Regions from separate parts of the Gossypium hirsutum genome. Here region 1 is linked to region 2. Evidence: chromatin contacts called from public Hi-C data. All regions are on one chromosome and are shown on one strand. The core of a region is the stretch at or near the end of the contact, and the rest is flanking DNA. Distances in the headings are between cores, read along the strand shown. Region 1 has its middle 8.7 kb from the start of LOC107887268. Region 2 holds the start of LOC107887265.

Region 1 (4,050 bases), core at 125-2,624, 69 kb before region 2:
TAGAAATTTATCTGTGGAAGAGACGAGCCCCAAGAAGGTCAAATTCAGAGACAAAGAGGTAGAAAAGAGTAATGACATGGTGGTTGAATTGACCTCTAATTAGAATACCTCGTGGAGGGATATACTAGTCGGTGAATCATCAAAGAGTAGCTTTGAAGAAGCGAATGATAAGGAGAATATAGATATTTTAGAATGTGACATTCAAAAAACTATTGTGAATGGAATGCCTTCCATCATATTTTTTGATCGAATCCATCGGATCCTTATTCAAAGCATGCGCAATACTGTGATCTTGAAAATTCTTGGTCGCAATATCGGTTTTTCAGTGTTGCAGAATAAAATCTATTCTATATGGAAACCTTCAGCCCCTTTTCATATGATGGACATTGAGAATGGCTACTTTTTAGTCAAATTTCAAAACTATATAGACTGTGAAAAGGCTCTCTCGGAATGCCCGTGGATAATTTTTGGCCAATACTTGACTGTCCAGCATTGGACAATGGCTTTTGATCCTACTCAGGCGTTTCCAAGTGTTGTGATGACATGGATTAGATTTCCCGCTCTACCAAGTTATCTCTACAACCGCAAAATTATTACTGATATCGAAAATCTTGTGGGAAAAGTGGTCAAGCTTGACATGAACACTGATAGTAGAACAAGGGGATGTTTTTCCAGATTAGCGATGTATATTAATTTAAATGAACCTCTAGTGTCGCAAATCTTGATCAATGGTCGTGAACAAAGAGTTGAATATGAATCCCTCTCCACAATCTGCTTTCATTGTGGAAGGTATGGACATGTGGAAAGTATATGCAATTTTAAGGTTGCTGAAGCTTCGATGAGAGTGAACGGAGACTCGCCGGTGGAAGAATCGAGGTACCAAAATTTGAAGCTACTGAGAAGAAAGATGGTAACTACGATCCTTCGATGATCGTTGAAAGGAAATCTAGGCTTAAATCAATGATCGAGTTGCAGAAATCAAATGAGAATCTTGGGAGGGAAAAGGAAAGCTTCAATCTCAGTGGATTTGAAAATAGAGAATTAATTAAAGATCCAAAAATCAGGGATATATCTGAAATTCAGAAGGCTAGAGAGGAAAATATTTTAATGGAGGATCAATAGAGGAAAGTCTCGGGGTTCAAATTAATAGACAAAATAAGATTAATAAAATTGTTAGTAATGATAAAGGCAAGGAGATAGGGCCCAAATGCGGTATTAGCCCGTCCACCAAGAAAACTAATGGTCTGCTTTTGGATTCTAACAAGACCTACACTATTTCTACTGCTTCAGGACAAGGTTCAGATAAACTTTCTAATAGTTTGGTCTTAAGAGATAACTCACTAGTCCAGGCCTGGACTCTACTGGATTAGACAACGCAGGTTGAAGAGAATCAGATCCAAAAGACCCAACTGGGTGCTGATGGTTCTGGAGGTACTGACAGTGTTCTTGCTAAAACGATAGGCGCTAAAAAACAAGGTAGAGAATATCAGACCATTCCTACCGAGAAGGAATTTACTATTAATAGTTCCACCCCGTCTTTGAATGATCCGATCAAAAGTGGAAAAGCAGTTGATGTTGGTAGGCTGGACTCGGGGAAGCATTCGGCAGTACTTTTTCGTGATAAACAAAAAGTAATCCGCATAAGCAGTTCATCGTCGATAAAGGGATTTCTTGATTCGGGAAAAGGGACAAGAATCAGAGGCAAAATTAGCAAACAAAATAAGAGTCTTCAAGGCAGCAATGTGCGTTTCAAGAATCATAGTTCCCTTCGGGTTTCTTTAAAAAAGCCCATGGAGCAACTGGCTGAAAGCATTTCAAATATTTCCAAAGAGAATAATGATGATGGAATTTTTTCTAGAAAATATAGATAGATGGAGGGGTCTTCAACCCCTGGACAGTAAGGCGGTTTATTGGTTTATGAGTTTTTTCTTTTAAAATTTGTTTGAGTGGTTTTGGTTTTATTTTTGAATTGTTCTTCATTTTATTTTATTTTTATTTTTATATTTTTATTGATGAATGCTAATCTTAAAATCTTCTCATGGAATTATTAAGGCTGTGCTAGCAGGAAATTTATTCAGGCTTTTAATGAATATAATTCTGAATTTAATCCAGATATTATTTGTCTAGTTGAACCAAGAGTAAGTGGTAATAAAGCCAATTCTATTATTGACCAATTGAGCTTTAATTCCTCTCATCGGGTTGAAGCTATCGATTTCTCAGGAGGCATATGGGTTGGATGGAAGAACTTTGTTTAGGTTCATATTACTTGCAGTCATCCTCAATTTATTTCCATCCGTGTCGATAACTTTATCTTCAATAATTCTATTTTCATTTTTTTTTGTTTATGGTAGCCTTAACAGGTCGAAACGAAAGCTTCTTTGGGAAAGATTGAAAGCTGTTTCCCCATCTCAATCTATTCCGTGGCTTATTATGGGAGACTTTAATACAATTTTATCTCCCTCGGATAAGAGAAGCCCATTTAATGTTGGCAAACGTTGTGAATCCTTTGGTAACTTTGTTGACTCTTGTGCTTTGCAGGACTTAGGTTTTAGTGGACCCTCCTTCATTTGGCAAAGATGTGACACTTTTGTAAGACTTGATCGAGCATTCGTTAACTACGAATGGATGCTATCATTCCCACAGTGTTTAGTTCGTCACCTAACTCATATTAAGTCGGATCATCGGCCTATCTTACTTCATACTAACCCAAATCTTGGTGTTTCCATAAGCAGGCCTTTCAGATTCTTAGCGGGATTGACACATCACAACACTTTTCCTACCTTCGTTAAAGAGAAGTGGAAGTATTCTAGTAATATGAGTGATTCTCTTAATAATTTTACTTCTTCTATTAAAATTTAGAACATGAACGTGTATGGCTTCTTGAACTCTCGTAAACGGACTCTTATGCGCTCTCTTAATAATATTCAAAAAGCTATTGATCACTATCTATCTAGTTTCCTTTCTCAGAAGGAATTGGAAATTCGAGACGAGTTAGAGAACATTCTTGACCATGAAGACTAACTTTGGAGACAGAAGGCTTGTTGTGATTGGCTATAATTGGTAGATAGAAATACTAAATTTTATCATAACTGTATGATCAAGAGAAGGAATTTCAACCGTATTTCTTCTTTACGCATTGATAATGGCAAATGGTGTTCTGACCAGGTTATCTTGCAAGCAAAAGTTGTCGACTTTTTTAAAAAGATTTATGGTGAGACTCCTCCCACCTTAATGGGTATGCCTAAATTTGATTTTTTTAGTCTTAATCATACGAAGGTTTCTTTTCTAGAAGCTGATGTTACTAACGAGGAAATCAAAAAGGCTCTATTTGATATGGCACCTCTTAAAGTGTCTGGCAGTGATGGGTACCATGTCCTTTTCTTTCAAAGTCAATGGGATTTGCTTGGCGGATATGTGTGTCAATGGGTCAAAGAGGTTTTTGCTGGAAGACAGATTGAGAAGGATCTGAACAACACGTTGATTGTTTTAATCCCTAAAAATGAGAATCCTGAAGACTTCAGTCAATTTCGGCCTATCAGCCTTTGCTCGGTGTTATACAAGTTAGTAATGAAAGTGATTGCCAATAGGTTTAAAGTAATTTTCCCTAAGCTAATCTCTCAGGAACAAGCTGGATTTATAGTCTCGGACAACATTATTCTTGCACAAGAAATCATTCATTCTATGAGATGTAAACAAAAAGGGAGAAATTGGATGGCCCTCAAGCTTGATTTGGAAAAAGCTTATGACAGAGTTAGTTGGGATTTTATTGAGGCTTCGTTAAGTGCGGCTAGAATCCTTACCTATTTGCGAAAAGTTATCATGTCTGCCATCTCCTCCTCTATGATGCAGATCCTTTAGAATGGTGTTCCCAATCGTAAGTTTAAACCAGTTAGGGGTATCCATTAGGGATGCCCTCTGTCGTCTATCTGTTCATTCTGTGCATTGAATGGTTAGGGTATATTATTCGTAAGGATATAGAAAGTGGGAATTGGGATCCTATTCGACTATCTCGAAACGGTCATGCTGTCTCTCATTTATTTTACGCTGATG
Region 2 (4,221 bases), core at 1,721-4,220:
GGCGTGGAGATCGTCGGAGATAACATCACACTATCAAGCCAATACCTTTGGAGTATTGAATACATATGTTAAAATTATCAAGTGAGTGGCATGTATAGGGACCTAGTTCTATGACATGTGTTATTATGATTTGGCCAAATGTATTGGCCCATTTTGAGCTATTGTATATGGCCATGAGATGTGGCTCATATTGATTATGGCTTGTAAGTCTAGCTAGTCATGTTATGATTTATTGCTTATGATGTGAAGATATGATTATGTTTGTTTGTCATGCATGGTTGGCAATATGTCATGTGTGTTGAATGCATGTTTTATGACCATGAATTAAATGTGTAATATGGAGATAAAATAGTAATGCTTTGAACATGAAAGTTTGATGATAAGTTGAAATAAATTGGCACAAAGATAACTATGGTATGACTAGTCTTGGTTTAATGTGGGAATGTGTAACACATGCATGTTGATAGGTAAATGATATGTTTGTATCATAATTGAGGATATTGAATGCCATTGGATCCATGTATATGTGTGTGCATGTAAGGGTAACAAAAAGACTTGGAAAATAGCCTAAGAGTTAACTACACGGGATGAGACACGACCGTGTGTCTCCACCGTGTGAGGGACACGGCCTGGGGACACGGGCGTGTGACCTGGCCGTGTGGTTCAATTTATTTGCTGACGTCATAAACAGAAAGTTACATGGCCTGAGGACACGGGCGGGTTGACGACACACGGGCGTACCCCTGTGTCCACACGGGTGTGTGACCCTGTTTCATGAGAAAAATTTCTAAGTTTTCCTAGAACTTTCCAAAGTTCTCAGTTTAGTCTCGAATCGTTTCTAAACTGTGTTTTGGGTTTCGTATACCCAAATAAAGGACTATGTGCATGTGATAGAATGATTTAATATATGAATGAAATTTTATGACCCGGTTTGCATGATTGTTTGTGTTTAATTCCAGTAATGCCTCATACCCTGTCTCGGCGTAGGATACGGGTAAAGGTGTTACAGTGAACATGATTTGGAAGAGGAAATAATATAATGTAAAAGAGCCCAACTTGTGTATGTTTGTTAGTTAGAATTGAGTCTTTCTACTTTTTAATGCTATTGGCAAATTAAGTCTTAGCTGTTTTGTTATGGGTTTATTGAGAAGATAATGAGATATTGGCTCCTATTCACTTTTTCGATAACTAGAACTAGTTTATCAAATTGAATTTTATATTTACATTAATGATCAAACTAATGAATTAAAATTGATATTCACCTCTGACTAGATTTTTATCATATTTATTTCTTAAATTTTATTTGATAACATTCGTTCAACAATTTTAATTTTTAGTTTCAAAATTCTCCTTATTTTTATTTTTATTTTATTTTATTACTAAGAGTTAAAATCATTATCCATCTTTATATATACAACCTCTTTATTTTAATAATGAACTTTTGAAACTTTTAAAATGGTTGGTTATTATTATTTTTTTTTACTTTGATGCACATTTACTTATCTGCACCTTATTTAGATATAATTATAGTATTTGATTATTGATGCAAATCCAAAATAAAGTATTGATGGTTAATATGCTTAATTATACTTTAAGTTAAGTATGTTGGATTAAGAGAATTGTGATGAGGGGAAACTATGGTTGTTACATTGATTAGCTTATTGGTTTACATGGTTTTGTTCAAAAGTTTCCAAAAGGGATATTGTTGAAGTAAGTTTTTGAAGTAGTTGTCTATGTGGCAATAGAATTGTCCACTTTAGTCATCATTGTGACGACCAATTTAGTTGTCTTACTTGAATGTTGGCAATTTTTGGAAACAAAATATTGAGCTATAATCGATGTTGATATTATTGAAGTATACAAGCTTGTCAATGAAGATAAATTCATTTCGAGAAACACATTTTGAGAATTGAATAGTATAAGATCTTACATATCAAACCCCTTACTTTTATGGAGATTGAATCAAGAGCACTAAAGATGTATCTTTCAATAGTCCACTTTGGTCTTAATTAGTATATTATTTTAGCTATTTTAGCTGCTATTTAATAAGGATTTGAATTGTAGTACTTCTAGTATGTTAGTAAGTCTTGAATTTTTATATATTTATGAGATGTATATGTTTATATACAAAGTATTGAAAGCACTCATTGGTTTATAGAGAGACATTTTTTTCTAAAGTGCATTTGAGATAGTAAAACCAGTTTGTTTTCTGGTTTTACAACTTAAGTTTTTGGTGGAAAATTTAGATTTGAGAAATCTAGTCTTTGGATAGTGAGCTTACTATACTGGAGTGTGATAGGACTCAAGTCACTTCTTGTATTGAGTTTAAGGATAATGGATTTATCTCACCGATCCATGCTTTGAGATGTAGGGAAACTGAAACATGTAAACAATTTTTTGTTGTATGTTTTTATTGTGTTACGCAATGCAACCAAAGGTGCCTACTTTCGTTGTCACTTACATTCAGATTTTGTTTTATTAGCATATTAACAACTTATTCAGCTCAATAATTTTTCAATCGAGGTTATTTTTAGTTGACTCGTGACATTAACTCAATCAGCCAGGGGTTTAAATAATAGTATAGAAACATTGATTATACTAGTAAAATTGAGGTTTTAAGCTTTATTAATGGTATGCATTGAAATCTAATCATTTGTAATTTTTTATAAGTTTTATTTAAAATGTAAATAGACAAAAGTATTATTTAAAAATATAATTTATTTAAAATAGGTGAGGATAGTATAATAAATTTTCAATTGAGTTATACTAACAAACTCAATTAGTTAGAGATTTAAATAATAATATAGATAATATGGATAAAATAATTGAATTAATGTTTAAGAGGAAGTTGCCAGTTTCAACCGCCAACACCAGTCGAACAGCCACCGAAATAAGAGAGAATTGTTAGGTAACGCGCAATGGCATTGCGACTTCTAAATTCCAAAAATACCCTTAGAGCCGTTTGCATTGACGTCAGCGTGTCTCTCACCCTCGAATCCTCTGCTAAACTCATAAATTTGGAAAAGAAAAAAGATAAAAAGAATAAAATCCTACAAAGAAAAACTACAATCGTTGGAAATTTAGAAAGGAAACAAAGAAGCGTTCGCAGCAAAAGAAGCTTAATTAGAAAATTTCTCCCCGATTTCTTCGTTACTTCCCTTCATCCAACATAAATTCCCCATTTCGTCCGCTAAAGGTAATTTTTTTTCAAAGAATTATTTTCCCTCATTTTCCAATTTGGAAACCTCCGACTCGCTGCTCTTACTCAGCGCGATTACGGGGTTTTTTATTTTATTTTTTGGATTGAATTAAGCAATGAAAATTGAAAATATTTTGTTAACTTTGCAGAAATTATGAGTGATCACCTGGTTTTGTATGTGGATCGTCTGGTGAGGCCGGTGCCGTTACAGCCGGTGGAGTCGGAGGCTGGTCCCTCAACGGAGATTTCGGGCCCATCCTGCTCGCCCAAGGAAAAGGAGATCTTCCGTGGAGGCGGCGAAGAGGAGCCGCTCATTCAAACGGCGGAGTGTCGCATTTGCCAGGAGGAAGATTCCGTTGAGAATCTTGAGACCCCTTGTGCCTGCAGCGGCAGCCTCAAGGTAATATTATTATTATTATTAAAAAATTGATTAAGAATTTTTTTTAATATAAAGTGTATTATCTAGAGCTTTCTAGATTCCGCTTGCAGTTTAATGAACCTCGTAAAATTAAGCTAAATATCGAAATTAGCATTACTTGCTTTGATATTATTAATGCCATCTGTTTTAAATTGCAGTATGCGCATAGGAAATGCGTGCAACATTGGTGCAACGAGAAAGGAGATATCATTTGCGAGATATGTCATCAGGTATATGCTTGCCTTAATGTCCCTTATTTTGATATTGTTATTTTGTTTTAGAGACATGCATTGCCTGCTGCAGCTTCATTTCATCCTTTTAATTTGTCATAAGATTTTCAACTAGCGCCTGTAGGCCCTTTTGTGTCTGTAAGAAAAGAAAGTTTGTGGCTTTTGAAGTAAGCGGTTGCAAATGAGTGTGGAATAGGGTGATCAAGTATCATCTGCTTTTAGGAAGAATATTAATAAACCATTTGATTGATGGGAAAAGGCCTTGTTTCGTTATTCCTGGTTTATCATGCAGTTTTCCTTTCATAGTTCTTTTTACTTCTCAGAATTTATCACGATAGTGGTTAAATATGAGCAACTTTTTGGTCAGACACAGT

What was found. A called contact is a pair of places that touch in the nucleus more often than the background predicts.
Region 1: a Hi-C map of leaf shows a contact between it and region 2, with 2.0 times the contacts expected there. The contact joins the enhancer-like site here to the promoter of LOC107887265 in region 2. A contact is called at or near these places in 4 of 34 Hi-C or Micro-C datasets (all in leaf).

What each region holds. Positions count from the first base shown.
Region 1 is chrA03:66,269,840-66,273,889 of Gossypium_hirsutum_v2.1, reverse strand. No RefSeq gene overlaps it. Among protein-coding and RNA genes, the nearest start is that of LOC107887268, 8.7 kb to the left of the region's middle. Within about 2 kb of position 1,374, at least 8 of the 9 cell types and tissues checked have an H3K27ac peak or open chromatin away from gene starts, as enhancers often do. A contact at or near this core is called in leaf, where this site is marked.
Region 2 is chrA03:66,202,414-66,206,634 of Gossypium_hirsutum_v2.1, reverse strand. It overlaps LOC107887265, which reads left to right and starts at 2,970. Exons shown (of 8, transcript XM_016811454.2): 1 at 2,970-3,196; 2 at 3,349-3,599; 3 at 3,776-3,847. The coding sequence starts at 3,354.